Linked DNA regions of Gossypium hirsutum: region 2 is linked to region 1. A link is a contact called in public Hi-C data. All regions are on one chromosome and are shown on one strand. The core of a region is the stretch at or near the end of the contact, and the rest is flanking DNA. Distances in the headings are between cores, read along the strand shown.

What was found. Hi-C and Micro-C count contacts between places; a contact is called where the count stands out from the background.
Region 2: a Hi-C map of hypocotyl shows a contact between it and region 1, with 2.1 times the contacts expected there. The contact joins the promoter of LOC107957340 here to the promoter of LOC107957338 in region 1. A contact is called at or near these places in 5 of 34 Hi-C or Micro-C datasets (anther, hypocotyl, leaf and 1 more).

Annotation. Positions count from the first base shown.
Region 1 is chrA05:39,860,468-39,866,579 of Gossypium_hirsutum_v2.1, forward strand. It overlaps LOC107957338 (EVI5-like protein), which reads right to left and starts at 2,247. Exons shown (of 18, transcript XM_041112395.1): 1 at 1,885-2,247; 2 at 977-1,046; 3 at 21-641. The coding sequence starts at 1,946.
Region 2 is chrA05:40,088,920-40,095,031 of Gossypium_hirsutum_v2.1, forward strand. LOC107957340 (60S ribosomal protein L35) reads right to left here and starts at 3,441. Exons shown (of 4, transcript XM_016892848.2): 1 at 3,328-3,441; 2 at 3,067-3,202; 3 at 2,247-2,403; 4 at 1,613-1,912. The coding sequence starts at 3,331. The coding sequence ends at 1,838. It also overlaps the pseudogene LOC107961196.

The sequences.
Region 1 (6,112 bases), core at 997-3,496:
AAGGACATCAAATAAAATACCTCTCCCCTAAGAGCCATCGGTACTCCACCACGAACAAGAACTTCCAACTCCTCTTTCCAGGGAAAGAAAGATTCCATAGGTGCTGCATCCGCAGCAGCAGCAGCTGTAGTTGTACTTCCGCTGTCACTTGTAGGGGAATCCTGAACTGGGTCAGATCTCTCAGCATCATAAAATTCATCCTCAGAATCCTCCTCTGATGCTCCCTTTGGGACTCTAGCATCTTCAGTTGGAGCTAATGGTTTCCCTTGACCTGTTTCTCGCTCATCTTTAGATAAATTGTCTTTCTTCTTTACACGGATACTCATTAAATCTTCAATGGGTCGAAGGGATGGTCTAATTTCAGTCCATATTTGGATCCGATGAACTCTTTTCTCTGGTTCAGATTGTACCTTCTCTTTTTCTGTATCATTCTCAGACACACTATCCAAACCAGACTTCTTTTCACATAAATCATCTCCTTCAGCTCCCTTCTGCACTTCATTGTTTCCATCCTCTGCAACTTCAGTGTGTGAGACCTCCTTGCCTTCCTCTGAGGATATCCCTTCGAGAGGCAATTGAGGAGACTCTGACTGGCGTTCCAAAAAATCACTCCACCTATCTGATCTTTCCTCCTCTTCTTCCTAAAGTCACATGTATAGATACAATATGAACCTGTTATTAATCTTAGTTGAAATTATTTCTTTTGATTACCATTCAGTCACCCAAGAATTAGTCAAAGAAACTATTAAAGTTCTGAATCATTGAGCTTGATATAATTCAGGGCCCATAATTGGCAAGAAAAATGATTAAAGAAAATATGCTAATTTAAGTCATAAAATTACTTATATGCTCAAGTTATTCTATAGTTTCAGAGAATACGACACATTATCAGTATTACCATGATATATGAGTTAGCATTTAAGTATCCTTTTCTTTAGCAACTGAAAGAAAAGCAGGATAGAAACAAGAGAAGTACCTTGTAAATATTAGCATATTCTCGGTATGTTTGCACATGTTGAGGTCTCACCGCAAATCCATAGGCATCCCTGTCAATGGCAAATAGCTTTATATTTGCAAAAAAGTTCAATCAATGACACCTTGATCATTCTATGAAAAAAATCTCAAACGAAGTTTGCAAATTTCCACGATATTCTATGTAAAAATTAACTTAAACTACTTGCATTACCGCAACATTCTAATAAACGAAGTAGCAATATTAACCTAAGCTTATCAAATTCAAGTCAAGACAACTCATTGCGAAATAAAATCTAGAGCAACAAATAAGCAGAAACATCAAACTAAAGGTGAAATAGCAAGTAAAGTTATCCGAATACAACCTGCAATCGACATTCAAGGTCTGCTTAGTTTCACAGTTTCACTAGAAAACAACATATCCTAGTCAAATCTAAACTAGTCTACTTTCCATTATCACTCAACTTCCAGTCAATTTGCTCAAAAAATCAAACTAAGTTCCATTGAAATAAAAAGGTCAATAAAAGATCACGGATTTTAGCAACGTTCTCAGTGAAACTAGCTTAAATCATTAGCAACAAGCCACCGCATTCCTCAATTACTAAACTAAACTCTGATCGTAGTCAATAAGGTCTTGATCATGTAAAAATCTAACTAAAAAAGAATCAATCAAAATCGAACTTGAATTTACCTGCAATCGGCATCCAAAGATTGCCAAGTTACACTAGGAGACAACATATGCTCATATTCTATACTCAAATTAGTTCCAAGAATTAAATCACATTTCACATTATCAAGTCCAAATCGAAGTCAAAACAGTGAAAAAAAAGTTACTGAAAATAAAAAGATCTGATCAAAATGTTGAAGGATCAGACACAGAGATAGAAGGGACACGTGGCGAGAAGAGAGTACCTCTTGTGGTCGAAGGTTACAAGGGGGTTCACCGCATTGGTGGTGGCGGCGGAGGATCTCATTTAGTTCCTGCTGAAATGGAAAGACTTTATTGGACTGTGAGATACTGAGGATGTCGGTGACAGTGACGAGAGGATCTCCTGTATTCTGCAACGGAAAAAAACAATGGAAGAGAAAAGAAAGGAGATATATAATAAAGAGAGATGAAATTGGAAGGAGGGTGGAGCTCTCTGTTTGGGCAGAAGGGAAGTGTGGAGAGAAGTGAGAGGGAGGAAAGTGAGGCACATGCAAAATGGCGAGATTAACGTCACATTATTACCATGTGGACGGATTTCTTAGCACGGAAATCGATGTCGGTAAAAGGCAACGCTGTGAATATGAGAAATTTCAATAATATAAAGAGTTAGAATCTAGACCATAATCCTTAAATTTATAATAGGTAAATTTCATAGAATGGGATTAAATTATTAATAAATTTATTTTTTTTAGTTATTTAATTATAAAAAGTTACAAAATCGTAATTGGATTATTTGATTGTTTTCATTTAAATCACTGAACTATTTAAAAGTTTTTTTTGAAGTCATTAAGTTGTTAAGTATTTTTTTTAAAATTTGACAAGTGAGATCCAAGTGATGATTCAGTGATTAGTATGATGGACCAATACTCATCTACGAGTAGAAGAACATACTTTAGATTCAAGCCGATTTGATAGTCAATGTCGGAAATTGGAGATTAAAAATTGTTTAGATTTTTGGTTCACAAATTCATGACGTTCAAAGTTGTTAAAAAAATGAATTGTAAAAGAGAAGGGAAATGCGAGCTTTCAATTAGTGCACGCGGTGTAAATAGAAAATGTCATACAACCAGGGGCGAAGCAAAGGGGCTGGCATAGGCCTTGGTCCTCCCTAAAATGTAAAATTACTATTTAGGTTCTTAAATTTTTTTAAAAATTTTAAATTAGTAAAGGTAAAATTACACTTTGCCCCCCTAAAATTATAAAAAGTTGATTTAATCCTTTACAAATTATAAAAATATAAACTATAAAAAATTAAAATTTTATCCGGCCCCCCTAAAAAATTGTTCTGACTTTGCCCCTAAATACAACAGCGACTTTAACAACTCGATAAATTAAATAAAATTTTTGAATAGTTGAATAACCATTTTGTAATTTTTTAAAGTTAAATATTCAAAATATAAACTTATTAATAATTTAATGAGATTAAGTATAATTTACTATTTATAATAAGACCAACCTTAAAATATGCTAAATAGGGTTAAGTCCACAAGACGAAACAGGTAAAATATATAAATATTAATATATTTTTAAATAGTAAAATATGCATGATGAAATTTAGTTGTGATTATGAGAAAATTAAGATTTATATGATCCTCCAATTTTTAAAGAAAAAAATTAGTCCTTCGTTTAATATTTTTTATCACTTTTTTATTTTTAATTTTATATTATTTATTAAATTATTTTAAAATAGATAAAAAATTAAACGTCAATTAACGTGACATGTATAGATTACTTTATGGATGTCATGGTAGCATATGTTAATTTTTTATTTATTTTGAGGTTATTTGACAAATATCATAAATTTAAAAATAAAAAAATAAAAATTAGATGATAGACTTAAATAATTTTTTAAAAAAAATTGAGAGGTAAATAAGTTATCATATATATTTTAAATGAGTTAGAAGGATAGGGATGTATGTTACAACTTTTAGTCTTTTGATTATATAAAAAGAAGCAATTCTCTGTCACCTTTTATCATATTGTGTCGGCAATGAAAAATATTTGCTTGAAATTGTAATATTATTATCCACAGTTATGTATCAAGTGAATGTTAAAACATGACCATATTGATTGCACTAGCAATAGCATGCCAAAAAAGAGTAGGGCCTTTTGGAAACATGTAGGCCATGATCATGATTAATTATCGAACCAAGATACGATAAAAATTATAAAATATAAAAAACATAAATTTAGTAAATTTACCTGTTGCTCACCTAATTCCTTAATAATAGAGTCGAGGATTTGATTCCAAATCATCGAAATAGAAAATATTTCATAATTAATTTACCTTTTTGAAGAATAATTATATTAATTATACTTACTTACAATAGATACCCTGGTTTCGACCAAATATATTAATACATAAATAAAATATTTACAATAAATACAACAAAATTTTAATTATGAATTGTGAGTTTATTGCATTATCATTATTAATAGTAGTAGTATGGGTACAAAAATGTTTGCACTTTTTGCCCTTTTTTTTTATCTTTTATTCTAGTAGGATGTTGGAATAAATATTACATTTTGCATTATCATATCTACTTAAATAAAGATTTTGTGTTAGTACAAATTTTATTATAATCTATTTTATAATTATTAATGTAATACATTTTTATTATTATTTGTGTCTATTAAATTTTTTGTTAAAATATACGTTAATTAAGAAAATTAGTTTCTTTACTTTTTTGAATTTAAAAATGAGAGTTCGAATTTTGACATTGTTATAAATTTTTTTGCTAAATTTAGTTCATTACAACAACTCTTTTTAGACATACTGCTATTAAGTTAGTATTTATTTATTTCAAGATGTCATATTAACGAATTTAATTGAAGTATTTTAATAATTAGACTTAAATTTTAAAATATAAAAAATAAAAAGACTAAATCTCAAATATACGAAAAATATATAGATTTCATATGATCCGACCATAAAATTCTACTATTTAAATAAAGTTTAAATTTTAATATCATTATGATTAAAAGAATTTTACCTAAATAATTATTATCTCGAACATAATTAAGGGCAAATCATAAAACAAATGAAAATATAAAAGAGAGATAAGTATAAAGTTTAAAATTCGGAATTAAATGGAAAAGCAAATCTCTTCCTTTCTACATCTATGCAGCCTTTTTGTTTTTGGTTAAAAATGGTATACATACACGTGAATAGTTCTTTCTAAAATTTGCATATGATATACCCAAAGTTTGGTTTAAATCATATTGGACCCACAAATTTACTCCTCCATTAATATTTTTATTAAACAAACGCCGAAAATACATAAATAAACCCTACATTATGCAAATCTAAATACATTACTTTATATATATATATATAAATTACACTTAAAGATAATTAAATTATTAGTCTATGTATATTTTGGTTATTCAACTTTGAAAAGTTATAAAATAAATTTTGAATTATTCGAAAGTTTTCTTTTAAGTAATTTGGCTATTAAAATCGTTGTTATATACCTTTTTTCTATTTACATTGTTTGTACCAATCAAAGATTTTCTTTCTCTTTTCTTTTATACTTCATTTTTTTCATGACAGCTTTGAACATCAAGAAATTTGCAAACCAAAATCTAAAATTTTTTTCTCTGATTCCCGACACTGACCGTTATATTAACTTGGATTTAATGTATGTTATTTTACTTATCAATGGATACTGATCTACCATAGTAATTATCGAATCATTGTTTATTCGCTAGCTAGAATTTAAAAAACAAAAATTAACAGCCCAGTAAGTTGAATAAAATTTTTTATAATTTAGTGACTATTTTGTAGCATTTTAAAGTTGAGTGATCAAAACACAAATTTATTAATAGTTTAATGACATTGGTTACTGTATGGATTTATGGCTTGAAAAAGAGTTGTATAACAATTACAAATGAAATTTTTTCGAATTAACTATAATTCATTATAAAAAACTTTTAATTAATAATCAAAATATATCCAGAACCAAATTAAAATGCGTGAATAGTTTTACGGAAAATCCACACATAATAAAATTTAAATCAAAATAAATAATATAAAGATAACCTGCACATAATTTGAAAAATAAATTTGAGACCTCGATTATCAGTAATACCATGATTGTATTACTACATACATAATTTTATGAAATTTGAATTTGATGGCTTGAAAGAGAGGCACGCAAAATTTTATATATTTTAATTAATTATAAATGAAACTCCAAATTTTGCGTGATATATAAACAAATTTTACTTCAATATTACAACTTTTTCTATGTCATAAAATGATTTAATAAAAGTTTGACTTTTGAATTTGATGCCTTTTTTTTTTTGTTCTTTTAGCACAAACACTACATTCAAGGCATAAAAATGGGGAAATTTATATCTAAATTATGCTTAAACTATAAGAAATATAGGTTCAACGTTTAGTTAGTTGGATTTTAAAATCTTAGAAAC
Region 2 (6,112 bases), core at 2,191-4,690, 230 kb after region 1:
ATCTAATTCAATTCATCTATACATATTCTTAAATCAATCAATTTAATTTTTTTAATTAGGTTCCATGATCATCAAATTTGAAAGATTTTGTTTTATTGTCTAAAATATACGACATTTTATTACTTCACTATGCCTGGGTTTAAAGAATTAATTATAAATAAATATAATTTTAATTATATTAAATCATTATAATGTAAAATATTAATTATTTTTATATCGTATGTAAATAAATTTAAAATTTATTCTCCAGTAATTATGATAAATTATGATAAAAACACTATATGAAAAAGTTAAAACACGATGAAAATGACAAAAAAAAATAGTTTAAATTTGTTGCCCTATTTGCATATCAACTCTATGCATCATTAATGCATCCCAAGTTGTCTGAGAAAAAAATAAAATAAAAGGATTTTTTAATAAATACTATAAATTTGATTTTGATCTAATTAAAATTAAGGATAAATCGTTATCTAATTTTTAAATCGTTTTCGAGTGAATCCCTACAATTTTATTACCTAATTTTTAAGGCACTTTCATTTGTCACCTAATTGTTAAATCTTTAATAGTGGTTAATTGTACACATCAAATCACATTTATACTTTCATTTTGCTCACCTAATTTTTACATCACTTTCATTTTGACAACTCAAAAAAATATATATATATATTTTTAAATATTGATTGAGGTAAAAAAATATTAAGAATTGAATTGAAAAATAACAGAATTTAAAATAATGAATTAAAAAAATGTCAACTTGTACGTGTTTACCCTGTCCGGAAGTTCTAATTTTTTTTCATTATTAAAAAAAATTATCCCTTTATAATGTCAGCCGATTTGTTATTATAATATTGAAATTAATTAATTAATTTAATCTTCTTTTAAAATTTTAAATTTTATTTTATGTTTTCAAATTAAAATCAACTCAAATAACTTATCTTTAATAATTTCTACAAAACACAAATTTCCTTTGATTATATAATCTTAAATCTTCCATACTAAGTTAAAAATAAAGAAAAATCATTAAAATTGATTAAATTATTTAATTTTGTCGGTCATGCCAAACAAAATTCATAATTCTTTTCATCACTTCTTTACTCAAACAAAAAACATGCAACTAATTTAATTAATTAAAAAAAAATTCCATTCAAGATTATACAATCAAAAAAATTAAATTTCTTAAGCAATTATTAAGGATAACTTGAGAACATAAAATAAAATTTTAAAATTTAGAAAGAGATTACCCCAATGATTGATCCACATGTCAAATTAGAAGTGAAAATTAAACAAACTATATGTAACATAAGTGCCCAAATTGCAAACTGTTTATTTTAAATGCCTTAAATGGAAAAAATTTTATAATCCAACGACTAAATTGGGTTAATTATCGCTTGAGCTTGAACTCGACTACATTCCAACCCATAAAAGTATTCCATCGCCATTTAAATTCTCACTCAAGATTCGCCTTAATAACAATTGACATTGCCATCTTCATCGTTGACATCAATTAGGAGGGGTATAAAATCATGACTGAAGCGACCTCAGGGAATGCCGAGGAGAAGTTCCTAAATATGGCATTGACCAGCAAAGATCCCAGCATGACACTAGTGAGATGTTTCAAAACAAAGATAAATGGATTTCATTTCTAACCTCCATCTAAATTTCATTCTTAAGCAGAATGTCCCTCATTTAATTACCACTTCCATCAAAAAGATTAAAATCTAGATTTGACATATGGGAAAATGTTCAAAAACATAAAAACCAAACAAAATCACAGCTCGGGTTTTCACAAATAAGTAAACACAAACGGATTTCAAAATAGAATCTCAAATATCTTATCCTACACCTTAATGGCATACTTCCTCATGGGGAAGTACATTTCCTTCTTCTTTTCACGTTCTGTCTTCAGCGATGCCTAGGGCAAGCAAACAAATCGATATTCAGATACAACCAAACAAGCTATACAAATAGCAAGCAAACTAAACCCGAATACATGTTTCATTGATAGTTCTATGCATTCAAGATGGATGGAAGCTGCATGGCAGCTGAAATGGCACGATTTTATGTTATTCTGATTTCCGACTTTTCATTTTCTTAATGTACTCATGTCTGACACCTATAACAAGCACATCTTCAGACATGGGTATGTGAACTTAACCCGACACTCACACTAGGATTTTAGTAAAAAATACTTATTCAACAAAAGCTATAATAAAAGCATATTCGCATAATCAAAAGAATGTCTGTACCTGATGCTTGGTAAGCCTTCTCCTGATGGCTCTGGTCTTCTTTGGACGGAGATCAAGGGGCAAGAACTTCTTCTTCTTATATGCCTCCCTCAGTGCAGCCTTCTGCTTCTGTGAGATCACTGTCAACACCTGAGCAATTGACAACCTCACCACCTTTCTGCATTCATACAAACAGAAGAATCAAAATAACATGCCAAAGCCAATGAATCCGGAACCGGAACATGCCAAATCAACAAGGTCTAACAAAATATTGAACAAGTCAAAAATGAAACTCATATACAATGCACTCCAAAGTGTACAGTTTCAAAACCAACATATACGTTAGTCCTAACTAGCTCTTTAAAAGCTGAACTTGCCAATCAAATGATATCGGAATCAATATCGCTACTTTGCTTTTCGCTTCTCATATAGTCACCAAATGATATAATTCGAGGGAGAAAAAATGGCATATGGCTAAAATAAATATAAATTCAAACATATTGTTCCATACATAAAAGCGAAATTATTAAGCTTCTTAATGAAAACCAATTTCTTAAATGTTTTAACGTTTTATTTATCACAACACATTTTAACAACTATACAGAAGGGAAACTTTGTTCCAGAGATACCAGCAATTCACTTTCACTACATAGCAAAAACAATATAAGAAAGTACCAATCGAACAAGAAAATCCTTTGTTAGAAACAAATGAATACCCATTTCTCCAAATAAACTAGGAAATCAAGTTCCATTTGCATATACCCAATTAACCCTCAACTTACGATCCATAGCTAACACATACAACAGATTAAAAAAGAACAATACAGAGAGAGAAAATTACATCTTGGAAAGCTTGTTAGGTGCACCACCGGTAACTTTGGCAACACGAAGAAGAGCGAGCTCAGCTTTGAGATCTTTCAACTGAGCCAAAAGCTCAGTTTTTGATTTCTGTCTCAACTCATGGACCTTGATTCTCGCTGTTTTTTTTAAGCGATTTACAAACAATAACATGAAACAAAGATTAAAACACATGAAAAATCCATGTTTGATTTTAGGAAATGTAAGAAAAATATGAACATTTTAAAGGTATTTGAAGAGTTACCCATTGCTTCTTCCGCTGCTCTTCAGAAGTGCCGGCTTCTCTCTGTCTTTCTTAAAGTATGATGAAACCCTAATATTAAAAGGAGACTAGGGTTCTAAAGAATTGGGTTAAAATTGGTTTATTTTATTGTAGTTTATTGGGCTATAATATTATATGGGCTTCTAAACTTGGGCCTGTTTGGATAAAGTCTAATGGAGGAATGAGTATAGCTTCTCCACAAATCGATTTTTATAATTTCTCTAAAATTTAGTTTTTTTTAATATTTATATATTTTTTTAATTTAGTCATCAATATTATAAAAAGAGTTGAATTTGACAATAAATATTTAAAAAAGAGTTGGATTAAAATCTTTAAACAACCCAGCAATAATTACAATATTATTCTAGTAACATCATGTAAAAACCAAGCATCTATCCGCTGATGTTTCATGATTATTTCCGGAGGTTCCTAAAAGACTATTGGATCATAAGAGAAAGCTTTCATAATCCCAGCCAACGTATAAGCAGCTCTATTAATTTCTCTTGGAATCTTCTTAATGACCACCTTCTATTGTCTCCTACAAATCTCTTGAATTCTCAAAGTTAGGTCCCGGCCGGTACAATTACCTACAAGACCTATCTAAAACGGCTTCCACAGTTTGAGAATAATTTGTTTCGACCAGGATATTAACTCAATTAGCATCCCACGTTATAAGAAGTCCATCATAAATAGTCCAAAGTTTAACCTGCCCAACATTGCATCTATCAATGTTTCTCCCAACTCCTCCACGCCACATACCAAGTTCTTCTCTAGCCACAGCAGTTGTCGATGCAACTCCTGAAATAGGATCCCTTCACCCATCCTTAAAAAAAAGCTTTTAACTCTATTTACAATATTTAAGGAAAAGTTGAAAATTAAATTGGGTTAATGGTAAATTTAACTACTAATTTTTTTCATGTTTTGTCAAAATGACTTTAATTGTATTTTTTAGACTTTTTTGGTCATCAACATTTATTCTTTATTTCAAATTGCTTTTATTTTTCAACAGATTTGATGAAAGTATCATTAAAAAAATTAACGGGGTAATGTGGAATTTCATATGTGGAATATTTTTAATGAGATATAATCTATTATTTAGGTAACCCAATAAAATAATTACATGTGAAAAATTATAAAATAAATAAATAATTCATGAAGTTAAAAAAATAACTTTTAACTTAAAGAAAATAAACGTAATTATCTAAAAAAAAGCACACATTCAATATTTTCGATATAGATTACATTCTATTAAAAATATTTTACATATAAAATTTCACATCATCCCATTAAATTCTTAATGGTAATTTCATCAAATCTATTAAAAAAACGTAATTTGAAAAAAAAAACAAAGGTTTATAGCAAAAAAAAGACTCGAAAATACAATTAAGGTCATTTTGACAAAGCATGTAAATATTAGTGACCAAATTTGTGATTAAGCCGATTAAATTTTACATTATAAATTTTTGTAAGAAATTTTTTAATAATTCAATCAGATTTTTTATTGGTTAATTCGGTTGTTACATATTCATTTAACCGGATAAATCAACTCAAAATTTACGCAACAAATTCTAAATTTTTCATTTTTTTTTGTTAGATTCATAACACAGTATAATTTTCCAAATAAATCACATAAAATTTCACAATTTTTATTAAAAAAATCAGAAATCTTTGAATTTTGACTCTCAAATCAGATCTAATAGGTAATATAAACAGTAAACTCAGCACTGTCTCAAAGCCATCAGTCTCCTGCTGTTGATTGCTTGCTGGTATGGTCTTAACAATGGCGAAACCTTTTGCATTAACATATTTCCCAGTGCCACCATGATGGCCAAATGAGACTCCGATACACCGACCCGATGAACCCCAAAGAAGCTAAGGGTGTCAGCGTAGTGTCCACTCTCGAACATGGCCGTAAATGCCATGGTTTGACTGTTCCCATCGATTGAGCTAGCAACATAGAACCCTTGTGCCTTGCCTAGGAGCCCAGACCCTAGCTCATGTCCGACAGTCAGCTCGTCGTCCATGACCGTCATGGTTCCGAACATGAGCTTTTGCAGTGCCGACCCTGAAGGAAGTTGGCCCCCAGTTAGGACAGCGAAGTTGGAAGCCCCATTGTTTAAGTTCTTGCCATTGTTTAAAGCTTGAGTGTTGCCACCGAGACCAGTGAGCAATGGGAGGTTATTGTTGTTTAGAATGCCGGTGTTCCCAGTGTTTTGGTTAATGCCATTGTTGAGTGGGAGGTTGCCACCATTTGGTTTGGCAAATGGGAGCTGACCATTGACTGCAGGGTTGTTGACAATGCCGGTGATTGCTAGTGCAGTGGGGTTTGACCCACCTAGGATGTCATGCATGAAGAAGGTCAGCGTGTGGTGGTCAGGGTCAGGGTTTACAGGATTGGGACCAGTTGTTGCACCACCAACCACAGTAGGGTTAGGGTTTGAGCCTGGTGGGGTGGTCAATGGTGGTACATTAGAAACAGGTGTTGAAACAGGATTGGATGGGTTTGAGGGTTGCTTATCAAGCATTCTTGCTGAAGTGGAGAAGGCAATTGTGAAGGTGAGAAGTAGTGCAGAAATGAGTTTATAGGTTTCCATCTAATATGTTTCTGGCAAGGAAAAACAATACAAGCTCAGGAATTTATATTTGTCTTGATGAACTGAAGTTTCATACACATACATACATGTATATATATATGTAAATGTGTATGTGTATGTGTATGTATGGAGTTGTTGAAGTTTTACAGAAAGTGGAAGATAAGAAATGGTTG